2 separate regions of the Arachis hypogaea genome follow, and region 1 is linked to region 2. The links are chromatin contacts, called in public Hi-C maps. All regions are on one chromosome and are shown on one strand. The core of a region is the stretch at or near the end of the contact, and the rest is flanking DNA. Distances in the headings are between cores, read along the strand shown.

Region 1 (5,381 bases), core at 1,156-3,655, 500 kb before region 2:
AGTCGCTGGGAACCTAGATTCCATTTTAGCTGTAATAGAACCATCTAAGAGAAATATAAGTGAAAATTCAGAAAGTTGAAGTTTTTCTTTGACACATCTTGCTACAAAATTTATGTAACCTTTAAATGAAGCTGGAAAAAAAGCCTATATTCAAGCCTCACCGTAAATAAACATTTTCAGGTCACAAACTCTGAAATAAACTGAAAAGAGTGCAGTAAGAAGGAGAAGCCAACGCGAAAGTTTGTGTTTGGTAATCCAACCAAGCCTTCTACCACGACGCAAGATTCGCGAGCCATGGTCACTTTTACCAAGAGAATTGACAACCGCATCAATGATGCCCCTTCTCTCGGTGAGCAATTCTTCTAGCTCCTACAGCTACAAGCAGTTGGCGTGAAAGGGAAAACATTCAAGGAAACTCCACCACAAATAGTTTCCAATTGGATTATCCATTGAAATTGGAAAAGCCAGAAAATGAAAAGATGAGAATGCTACACCTCACAGGGAAGAGCAATGCAGGAAAAGGTGAATCTTCTTCTTCTCCAAGGTGAGATATTTGTGCAGGGAACAAGAGTCAAACAGTGGAATGAACATCAAAAACGGATCCTTTGAGCAAATGCGTGAGCGAACAGAGGAACAGAAATGCATGTGACCTGTTTCAGAAAGAAAACAATCGAGTCAAGTCAACTAATTTATCTAGAACCCCCAATTGACCATGAGCATAGTAGAAGTCTCCAAAATCATTGTATCCCATTCTTATGCTTTCTTTGATCAAGTTTGTCTGCAAAAAAGAAAGACAAGTTAAAGGAACAAATAGGAAAAAGCAGGCCAATAACAACAACAGCCGAATTACTTGAACTAATCAACTACATCTTAGAAACAAAAATAGAAAAGCTAACTTATCATATAAGAAAAGCAAACTAATGTGGTCAATTAACATAAAGTATTCAAATCAGTTTATAATTCAAAAGGTCAATGGGATAGTATTCCAATTTGGCTTCTAATCAAAATCGTAGTTTAGAAAAAAGTAATTCGTAGAAAATCATGGCCAAGGTGACAGTGGGAGAAATGAGTAATCCAAGTGAAATACAGAGTCTTTCTTAAGGCAACATGATTTCATTGATTGAGAATCAAGGGGAAAACTTATTGCAACAAAACTATGATTACCTAACGAATGTGATAAAGTGTGCCTGAGATTATAAGCAATGAACACTAAACGTTAACTTATATATACTAACAAATATAACTAAAACTATTAGCTAATTCATAACCAACTCAAAAAACCCAAACAAATCTCTAATTTAAATTATATATGATTCCTCTACCGCAAAAAAAGTCGATCACATCTTCAAAAGCAAAATGTTGCAAAGAGAAATAATCCATCCATACCCTATACGCATTGAGCTCGTTATCGAGCTTCTCCTTCTTCTGCTCCGCCCTATGATCCACCACGTCGCACCACGCCGAATCGAGCTCGTAGCTGGGCCCTAACCTCCCATTAATCTTCTGCGCCACCTCCCTCATCAGCTGCGTGTTCTCTCCCTTCTTGATCTCGTTGTACGCCATTTGCAGCGCCTTAAGATTCATCGAAGGATTACCGACCTTCTCGTCACATAAGTCCTGTGCTCTATAACTTCCATCATCAAAGTATTATCAATTAACGCTACTAGCTCACAAACCCCAATTTTCAATCCCTAGATTGCTTCATTACATGGCAATGCAAAAATAATGAATTGATTGAAGTGAATTTCAAAATACAACCCCAGCAGAACATGCAAAGCAAACTGACTACTCGTATTCTTGAGAGGATAATATACTGGCAATTTGATCGGAAGCTCACAACGAATCAAGCAACCATTCTCCCACACATTTCTCCGAATGTTCTTATTCAACAACTGAATCAACCTCTTCGAGGCTATTCGATTTTCCACTCTCCGACACGAAAAATTTCAGCTCGCCGGAACCGGCGGCGACTGCTCCGATCACCAGTCGATTATCCCCTTCCTCTTCAACGTATAGAAGCTTTCTTAGTCTGCGAGCAGCATGAACTGCCGCTTGAGTGTCGGCGCCGGCTCCGTAAGCAAGCGCTCCAATTACTTCAAAGCCTTTAGGAATCAATGTCCGAAACTCCTCTGTTTACAAATTCCAAAACGCGAGACAGAGAAAAAGTTGAAGTGAATTTAAGATTTGAAATTGATATATATAGAGAGAGAAGGAAAACCTGATTCTTTGTGGACATCATCAGAGGAGAGACGAAGCGACAGCAGCAGCGGAGCGACGGCAGCAGCAGAGCGACGGCGGCGCGGCGGCGATGGAAAAGGAGGGTTGAAGTATGCGAGGTGTATTCAGGGGTAAAATGAGGGTTGGTGAAAATTGAAATGGTGAATTTGGAAAAATAAAGGAAACGCGGAGAGTGAGTGGGGGAACTTAATTTATTGATAAAAATCGACAGCCTATCCGTCGATTTTAATTTGAAAATAAACGACGTCTTAGGCGTCGATTTTATATATTAAATCTGTACCATCCATTTAATTTTAAAAAGTGATCAAGACCGTTTAAATTTATCGACGACAAAATGTGTCGATATTTTAAATAATAAAATAGACGCTACGTTCGTCGATTTTAAAATAAAAATATTTTCCTCTCACACCCCGTCGACAATGTGTCGATAGTAAGAGAATGGTTAATGGATTACCAAAAAAATCGACGACTTTACTGTCGATTTTAATATTTTATTTTTAATTATCTTTTTTAATAATATCGACGGCAAGCCGTCGAAAAATATCGACGGGAGAGATAACCGTCGATTTTTAGCGTCGAAAAATATACTTTTTCTTGTAGTGCTCTCTCTCTCTCTCTCTCTCTCTCTCTCTCTCTCTCTCTCTCTCTCTCTCTCTCTCTCTCTCTCTCTCTCTCTCTCTCTCTCTCTCTCTCTCTCTGCAGACATGACGACAGGAAGAAGTGTCACGAATTAGCCTCGTGATCGGAATAGAGGGAGGGTTTCTACTGGTACTCGTGGGACTTCTCAGTCATCGCCCTCTACTCCAACTACCCCTGGGACATCACAAGCAATGGGTGCACAGGATCAGCCGTTCATCATGGTCTCTAACCCTAACTACATGGATCTTTCTACTGCGCCACCCCCGTCACCACGAAGTCATGCGGCTGCTTCATCAGAGTAGACTCCTCCACCACCTCCATCCACTCAGCAACCCACTACTTCGATGTCGACGCCACCTCTAGGTACAGACACCGCAGTGTCGGAACCCACTCATGGATCCCAGCCAAATTCTCCTTCACTATTGCCTATCGTACGGATGACAATTTGGCCTGATGGTTTAATGGCGTGAGTACTATTTTAATGTCTTTTAAAAGCAATTTATGTTGATATTCTTGTTCAACATATGTGTTTGCTAATCTTAAGTTTTTCAATGATAGGTTTGTGTAAATAACAATGCATGTACATATGAATGTACCAATGTCATTAAGCTGATGTGAGATAATCCATGGCCTAACTACAAGAAGATCTCTGCTGAGATCAGAGAGCAATGATTTCAGAAGTGGGCGGTAAAAACTCAATATATTCAAACTTTAGCTAGTTTATATCTTCTATTTTATTTAATTATTTATTTAATTTCGATTAACTAGTGCTAAATATTTCTTTATGCAGGAGAAATTTATATGGGAGAAGACTCACAATGGCATGATCAGGAAGATTTTCGACCATCAGATGGCTAGGCAGCTTCAGCAGATGATGCAGGACGTACGTAAGAAGCGCGACCACCTCACTCAGTGGCTCTGTCTGGCCATTAAGAATGAACCGTACATCCATTGGGAGAGTGATGAGGGGTTCTGGCATCGTCGTCTCACAAACAGAGCTAACAGGGCATCGTCCAGGTCGTTGAAGTATACCGACGGGTTTGTGACTTTCGTGAAGACAAAGGCTAGACTGGTATGTAAATTGTTTCATTTTTTATTGTTAAGTTGTTTTTGTCTTTGACATATAATGTCATTATTACTTGATTTAACATATTGTTTCAATATGTGTAGTATAAGTCGTTGGATTGTGATGTGACGATAGGGGAGACCTTCAAGTATACTCACACCTTGAATGAAAATAAGGAAAGATTTTCTTATCAGCAGTCTGCGGACCCTTATGTGAGTAAACATCATGTGATATAAAGTTTTCAATTAACTGTCATCCTAATGAAAACATGTGTTACACAAGAGTCCTACAAGCAAAGATTGGAGGCAACAACCCAGCAATCTCAGCATACTAAAGAGGACGACAACAACTCCGCTGATTCAATTGTTGATCCTGATAAGGTTTGGCTCGGAGTGCATTTGAGCCGTACAAAAATTGCGTCTATGGACTGAGATCGTTCTTTACCAACAACCTCTACACCTCCAGATTGAAGGCTTATTCTGCCTCTGCCACCAGCCCTGTCGATCCTAAGGATAGCATTGATTTGAGGGAGCAGGTGCAGAATCTCACCCAAAGCCTTCACCAACAGGCTCAGCAGCTACAACAGTCTGAGATGAGGTTTAACAAGATTCTTGCATGCGCGTCAGACACAGATTTCTTCAAGTTGGAGCTTAGGCAGGAGATGGAGCGGATTCAGCGGATGCAGCAACAGATAGCGGTGTACCACGAGCAAATGCACGCTGGTGATAGCGGTGCTGCTAGAGGGGCACTGACATCATCGCCTAGACCACCTTAGCAGGGCCAGAAGAATGACGACGACAACGACTATCAGGATCTGTAGTGATTAGGATTTTGTTCTAGACTATTTGATTGTATCTTATTTATTTAACTTTTTATTTTATATGTACACTTGATATTTAATAAAATCCTTATTTGATTTCTATTATTTAGAATTTAACTACTAATTTTGTTAAAAAAATAAAAAATTAAATTTAGAGTAAAGTATCGTTTTTGTCCCCAACGTTTGGGGTAAGTCCTATTTGTGTCCCTAACGTTTAAATCGTCCTATTTGTATCCTTAACGTTTATAAAAGTGATTCAATGTTATCATACTATCAATTATACTAACAAATCAGATTATATTTTTCAATTATTCTCACTTGGATGTATTCATTCTAAATTAGGTCTCACTTGGATGTGGTCAATTTTAATATTATACCCATTATTTGTGTTTAGATTCAATTATGTCCCTAGAAAAGTGAATTATGTAAATGTTGTAAGAATTAGTTTCAACATTTGATGAGCTATTTTTTGGAGTAGATCATCGATTCAATCCCAGATATTTGTATTCTAACTTCAAGAAGAGATTTTTAAAACTCAAACTAAAGCGCTCATGATATATAATTGACGGTAGGATAACATTGAATCACTTTTACAAATGTTAGGGATACAAATAGGAC
Region 2 (4,999 bases), core at 2,012-4,511:
AAGGAATGAAGATTAGCAGCAAGAGAGTACATTACATGGCAAGACAACCTTGGTACTGAAGCAACAACCAAAGTTCATATAAAGCAAAGAAAAGAAAAGAAATGAAATGAAATGAAAAACCTGCTGAAAACAGTATCAAACAAGGATAACCACTCTAGCCTAATTTTTTGTAATCTGCCAAATTCAGTTTATCAAACAAATCAGATACCTTAACATATTTTCATAGGAATGAAATCTTAATAATATATTGTTAGGGACTTGGGTATTATGGGTGCTCAAAGTCCCACATCGAGTAGTATGGGATGCTTGATGTTGTATATAAGGAGAGTGGTTCTTCCCCCTTAACAGCTAGCTTTTAAGGTGTGGTTTCCCACTTTCCTTAGATACCTAACATATATTCTCCAAATATTTCACAGCCATCATTGCCTTTTTAATTAGCTTTTGATATATATATATATATTAGTAATAGACAATAAAACTATTATCAAAATAATTAACTACTACTATCCCATGTTGAAGGTTCCTCAATAATAATGTAAAGTCAATAAAAAAAATTAACGCTAGCTCAATATCCCTCTTCTAATGCTAAATATCTAGTTCTAATTATTATTGCCGAAACATTGAGACAAAGAATGAAGGGAGCCAGGGAATAAACCTAGCTAGAAAAAGAACTTATTGCATACTTTGTTTGTTAAATTATTTCAATTCGGAATCAGACATACAACGAATAGAGGATCCTAAGAAATTTCATTAGTCAAAAACTTTGTATGAAAAACAGAGAGAAGAAAATCCTCTACTTTCGTTCTAATCAAGATCAATGCAATAAAATCATGTATTCATGTCAATGGCATTAGATTTAAGTTTATTACCTTGTTGAGTTACTTGTATATATTCCTACATTAACAAGAAAAAGAATCAAATTATTTCTATCAACAAACAAACCTGTGTCTCAGCTGAATTCAAACCAGAAGAAAATGGCTTCACATCATCATCTCTGAATCCTTTTAGACCAGCAACAATGTCATTCACGGCGACGGAATCATCCCAGGGTGCGAACTCTCTGATGAAAAGCAACTTCGATCAAAAAATGCTTTTTAAGTATTACTCATCATAACATTTAAACAAAAACTTGGACATTTTAACACAGACATCTTAGAGCTATTAAGTTCATCAATATTTAAATAGTTTGAAAGAAATAATAAATGGTAAATGTTGCACATATACCCTTTAGGATTTATCCCAGCAGCTGCAACATACAGATCAAGCTTCCCAATGGATTGCCATTTCCATGAACTCCAATCTCCAAGTCCCAAAATTCTGCTCCCATCAGTAACAACCATATCAACCTGAAAAGAACATAAAAAGAGATGTCTCATTATTAAAATGTTGAAATGCATCATTGTTCATCACTATTGTGCGTATAAAGTTGAGCTTCAATTAGAAAGAAATAATAAAACCATAGCAGATAAAAATATATACCTTATACACTTATCATGATGCAGTTTGTAGTGAGTTTTCCACAGGTTGGCCAATCAATTCTATGTAGTGAGTTTGTAGCATTGTACACTCCTGAATCCACAGCACTTTTCGCAGATAAAAACACATGGAACTTTCCATTTGGGCTGGTCGAAATTCCAAAATGATCGTCATAGTTTTGGGCACCTACCTTCTCAATAATTGATATAGTTTCATAAACTAGTAAAATTTGCTCCATTCACTTTGAATGTTGAGCCTTATTCAATTATCAAAAAAAAAAAAAAAAGAAAGAAGAAAAAACATAGATACATACCTGAATCTTGGAAAGAGGGCACAACTTATGATTCGAGTAAGCTTCAGTATATGCTATTCTTGAGTTGAGCTACATGAAAAGAAATACGTACTAGTATCTAAAAGGATTTAAAAGAGGGAGAATTTAGAAGATATTATTAAAGTGACTTACTTGATCTCTTTTTCATTGATGGGGTGCTCTAACTGCATACAATTAATAACACACCTTTTCTTGAATATATCCACCAATGTCTCTCAATACAACATTTCCTAAAGTAAGTATTTACTAATGGCCCTCCCAATCCACCAACCGAAGTAAGTATTTACTTCACATAAATGTTAATGTAGTAATAGGCATCTCAAACCAAAGTAGCAACAACGTCACATACATTTTTCATTTTAGCTTTACCTTTGGTTTCAAGTCTCTATGAATGATACCATGACTTTGTAATATTTTCATACCAGAACCTACAAAACACAGGACCAAACTCCTTAGTTGCAAACTTGCAAGGCTAAAAACATGCTCCAACACCAAAAGAATACTTCAATAAAGAATGCAGGAAAAAGAGTTACCAAGCTGCTGCATGAATCTTCGGGCAGTTTATTGTTGAACTCTCCCATGGGATCGGATATAAGAAGCAAGGTTCCCTCCAGCACAGAACTCCATCACCAAGTACGCACATCCATCATACATTCATACTAAAGTAGAAATCAGAAATAGCGAAAGTTTAAATAACAATAATAAAATGATCCTTCAATTATGCAACAAAAAATTGATTTTTTCGACATATTTCACTTTAATTTAAAAAATAAGAAAAAGGGAATTCAAATAAAAGGGGACTAAAATTAAAAAAGAAGAACCTGGAAGAAATCAAGGAGGCGAACGATGTTGGGGTGGTTGACGGAGGACAAGAAATTGAGCTCGCAGTGGATCGATGACTTAAGGCGGGGGATGAGTTTGGAGAGGAAGACCTGTTTCACTGCCACCTCTTCGTCGGTGCCTCTGTGCTCGCCCTCCACACCGCCGAGAACGACCCATTTCCGATCTTCCGCTTCAGAATGATGTCCTTTACTCTTCCATTCCTGTTGATAGTGATAGAACTGCTGCTGCTTCTTTGACGGAGAAGAGCGCCGCGGTAGGGACTCGCGACTTGGCGACGAGGAACGCGCCACCGCCGTGGATTGCATGAGAAGGATGGCAGGGCAGAAGAACAGCGTCGCAGATGGAGGAGGAGGAGGGACGCACTACGATCTACGACTCTACGGATGGAGGGAGGGAGGCGCTATGGAGGAGAACGGAGATTCTGAGAATAAGGGTGAGGGAGGGACTGAGGGAGGCGCTGCGTGAGTGAGTATCACTTAGGGTTTTAGGGGCTTTGTTATTACGTTATTAGGAGTGTCACGTTTTGACGAAAGAACGAAAGCTTTTTTTTTGTTGGGAAACTTTTGGCCATGCTTTTTAAGCGTGCCAAAAGAATTATAAGAAATGGCCACGATTTTAAAATGTCATTATAATGAAATTATGTCTCTATGCTTCAAAAGCGTGCCTGTTTTCTTTATGACTATATTTACAAAAAAAGTGGCTAAATTTTTAATCAATTGCCACTTTTATAAAAGTGTGGTTATTGACCTCTTTTACCACATTTTTGAACCGTAACAAAAAAAAATATAGTCAAATCTCTAATCAATCGCCACTCTCATAAAAGTGTGATCATTGATGTTTTTTATTGTAGTGATTGAAACTTGATATCATAAAAGATACTAAGATCTTTCATGATGAGCAGTGGCGGAGCTTAGTTTAGACAAGGGGGTCATGGCCTCCCAAACTTTTTATAAAAAATTTAGTAGTACTTTTTCAAAAGATAGAAAATAGTTCAATTGACTTAAATACTTTACTATGACTTAAAGTATCTAATAAGTTCAATAAACAACACTCTCTTTATCTTTAAGTTCAAATATAAAAAATTAGATATTTTTTATTTATTTAATTTAATATTATTTTATATTTTACTATTTATTTAATTTAATTTTTTATATGATAAAAAATAATAGAATATTCAATAAGTATTAATATTATTGTATTTGTATAAATTAATAAAAAAAATTCAATAAATATAATAAGTTTTGATCTTTGTCCTTCTAACTTCTTCTTTACATATTTTACAGGATATATATTTAAATTTTTATATAAAATAATAATGAAAAATCAAAGAATTGATACATTTTTTAAGAGGAAGGCTAATATTTAAGAAGAAGAACATATAACTTTTACAATATCAACACCTGTAGATAGTTTTTCTACATTAATGAATCACGAAGAAAGTGAGATATAACCTTCAAAAGTTCAAAAAGTTACATCTGATGACTTTAACTTTAACTTTTTGGAACGAGATCTTGAAAAAGGGCTTTAAATTTGGCAATATCACCCAAACCAGAGAGATAAGATTAAACGAGCTTATTTTAAATGGGTTCATATCAAAAATGATAATTATTTTCTATTTGTCCCCTCAAAATTTTGTTTCAAGTTTCGCCACTAATTATGAATGTTCCTAAAAATAAGGTGAAATGAGGAGTCGTATTTCATAATTAAAAGTATAAGTACAAGTTGTTATCTCGTATATACAATAATATATAGTACAAATTTATATATTCTGAATTGATAATATAACAAAGACTATACTAACTAAGTAGGTTAATAATTAAAATTCGTTTATGAAAGATTACTCATTTTTTAAATTAATTTTTAAAGATTAAATTAGTTATATTAATCCTAAAAGTTAAATTACAAGTTAAATTAGTCTTTTCGTAAGTTAAACGATGATGTATTATATTAACTGCTATTTGGTATGATGATGTAATAGATTAATATTACGTATCAAAAGATGATTGGTTGGTATTTCAAACAAATTGGCAACATATGGCATGCCATGTGTCATTTGGCACATTATAAATTTATTTAGAATTAAATTAGTCCCTAAAAATATACATGTAAATTATTTTTATTCCTAAAATTTTAAAAATTGATTAAATTAGTTTTTATATAAATTTCTCTTATTTTCATAATATTAAATTTTTAATAATTTTTAATGCTACTAATTTTAATATCTTTTTTAAATCTTAATAAACAAAAAAAAATCTTTTACATAAAATAATAAAAATAATTAAATTATTACAAAGTTATTTTTTTATTTGTATTTTAAAATTTTATATTTTAAAATTATATTTTTTGTAG

The links. A called contact is a pair of places that touch in the nucleus more often than the background predicts.
Region 1: a Hi-C map of leaf shows a contact between it and region 2, with 2.7 times the contacts expected there. The contact joins the promoter of LOC112785030 here to the promoter of LOC112782831 in region 2. A contact is called at or near these places in 2 of 8 Hi-C or Micro-C datasets (both in leaf).

What each region holds. Positions count from the first base shown.
Region 1 is chr20:47,541,077-47,546,457 of arahy.Tifrunner.gnm2.J5K5, reverse strand. LOC112785030 (COP9 signalosome complex subunit 1) reads right to left here and starts at 2,405. Exons shown (of 6, transcript XM_072229997.1): 1 at 2,219-2,405; 2 at 1,387-2,129; 3 at 495-778; 4 at 162-375; 5 at 1-29. The coding sequence starts at 1,584. The coding sequence ends at 656.
Region 2 is chr20:47,038,632-47,043,630 of arahy.Tifrunner.gnm2.J5K5, reverse strand. LOC112782831 reads right to left here and starts at 3,261. Exons shown (of 8, transcript XM_072229281.1): 1 at 2,629-3,261; 2 at 2,341-2,466; 3 at 1,790-2,235; 4 at 1,480-1,666; 5 at 1,225-1,346; 6 at 943-1,060. The coding sequence starts at 1,340.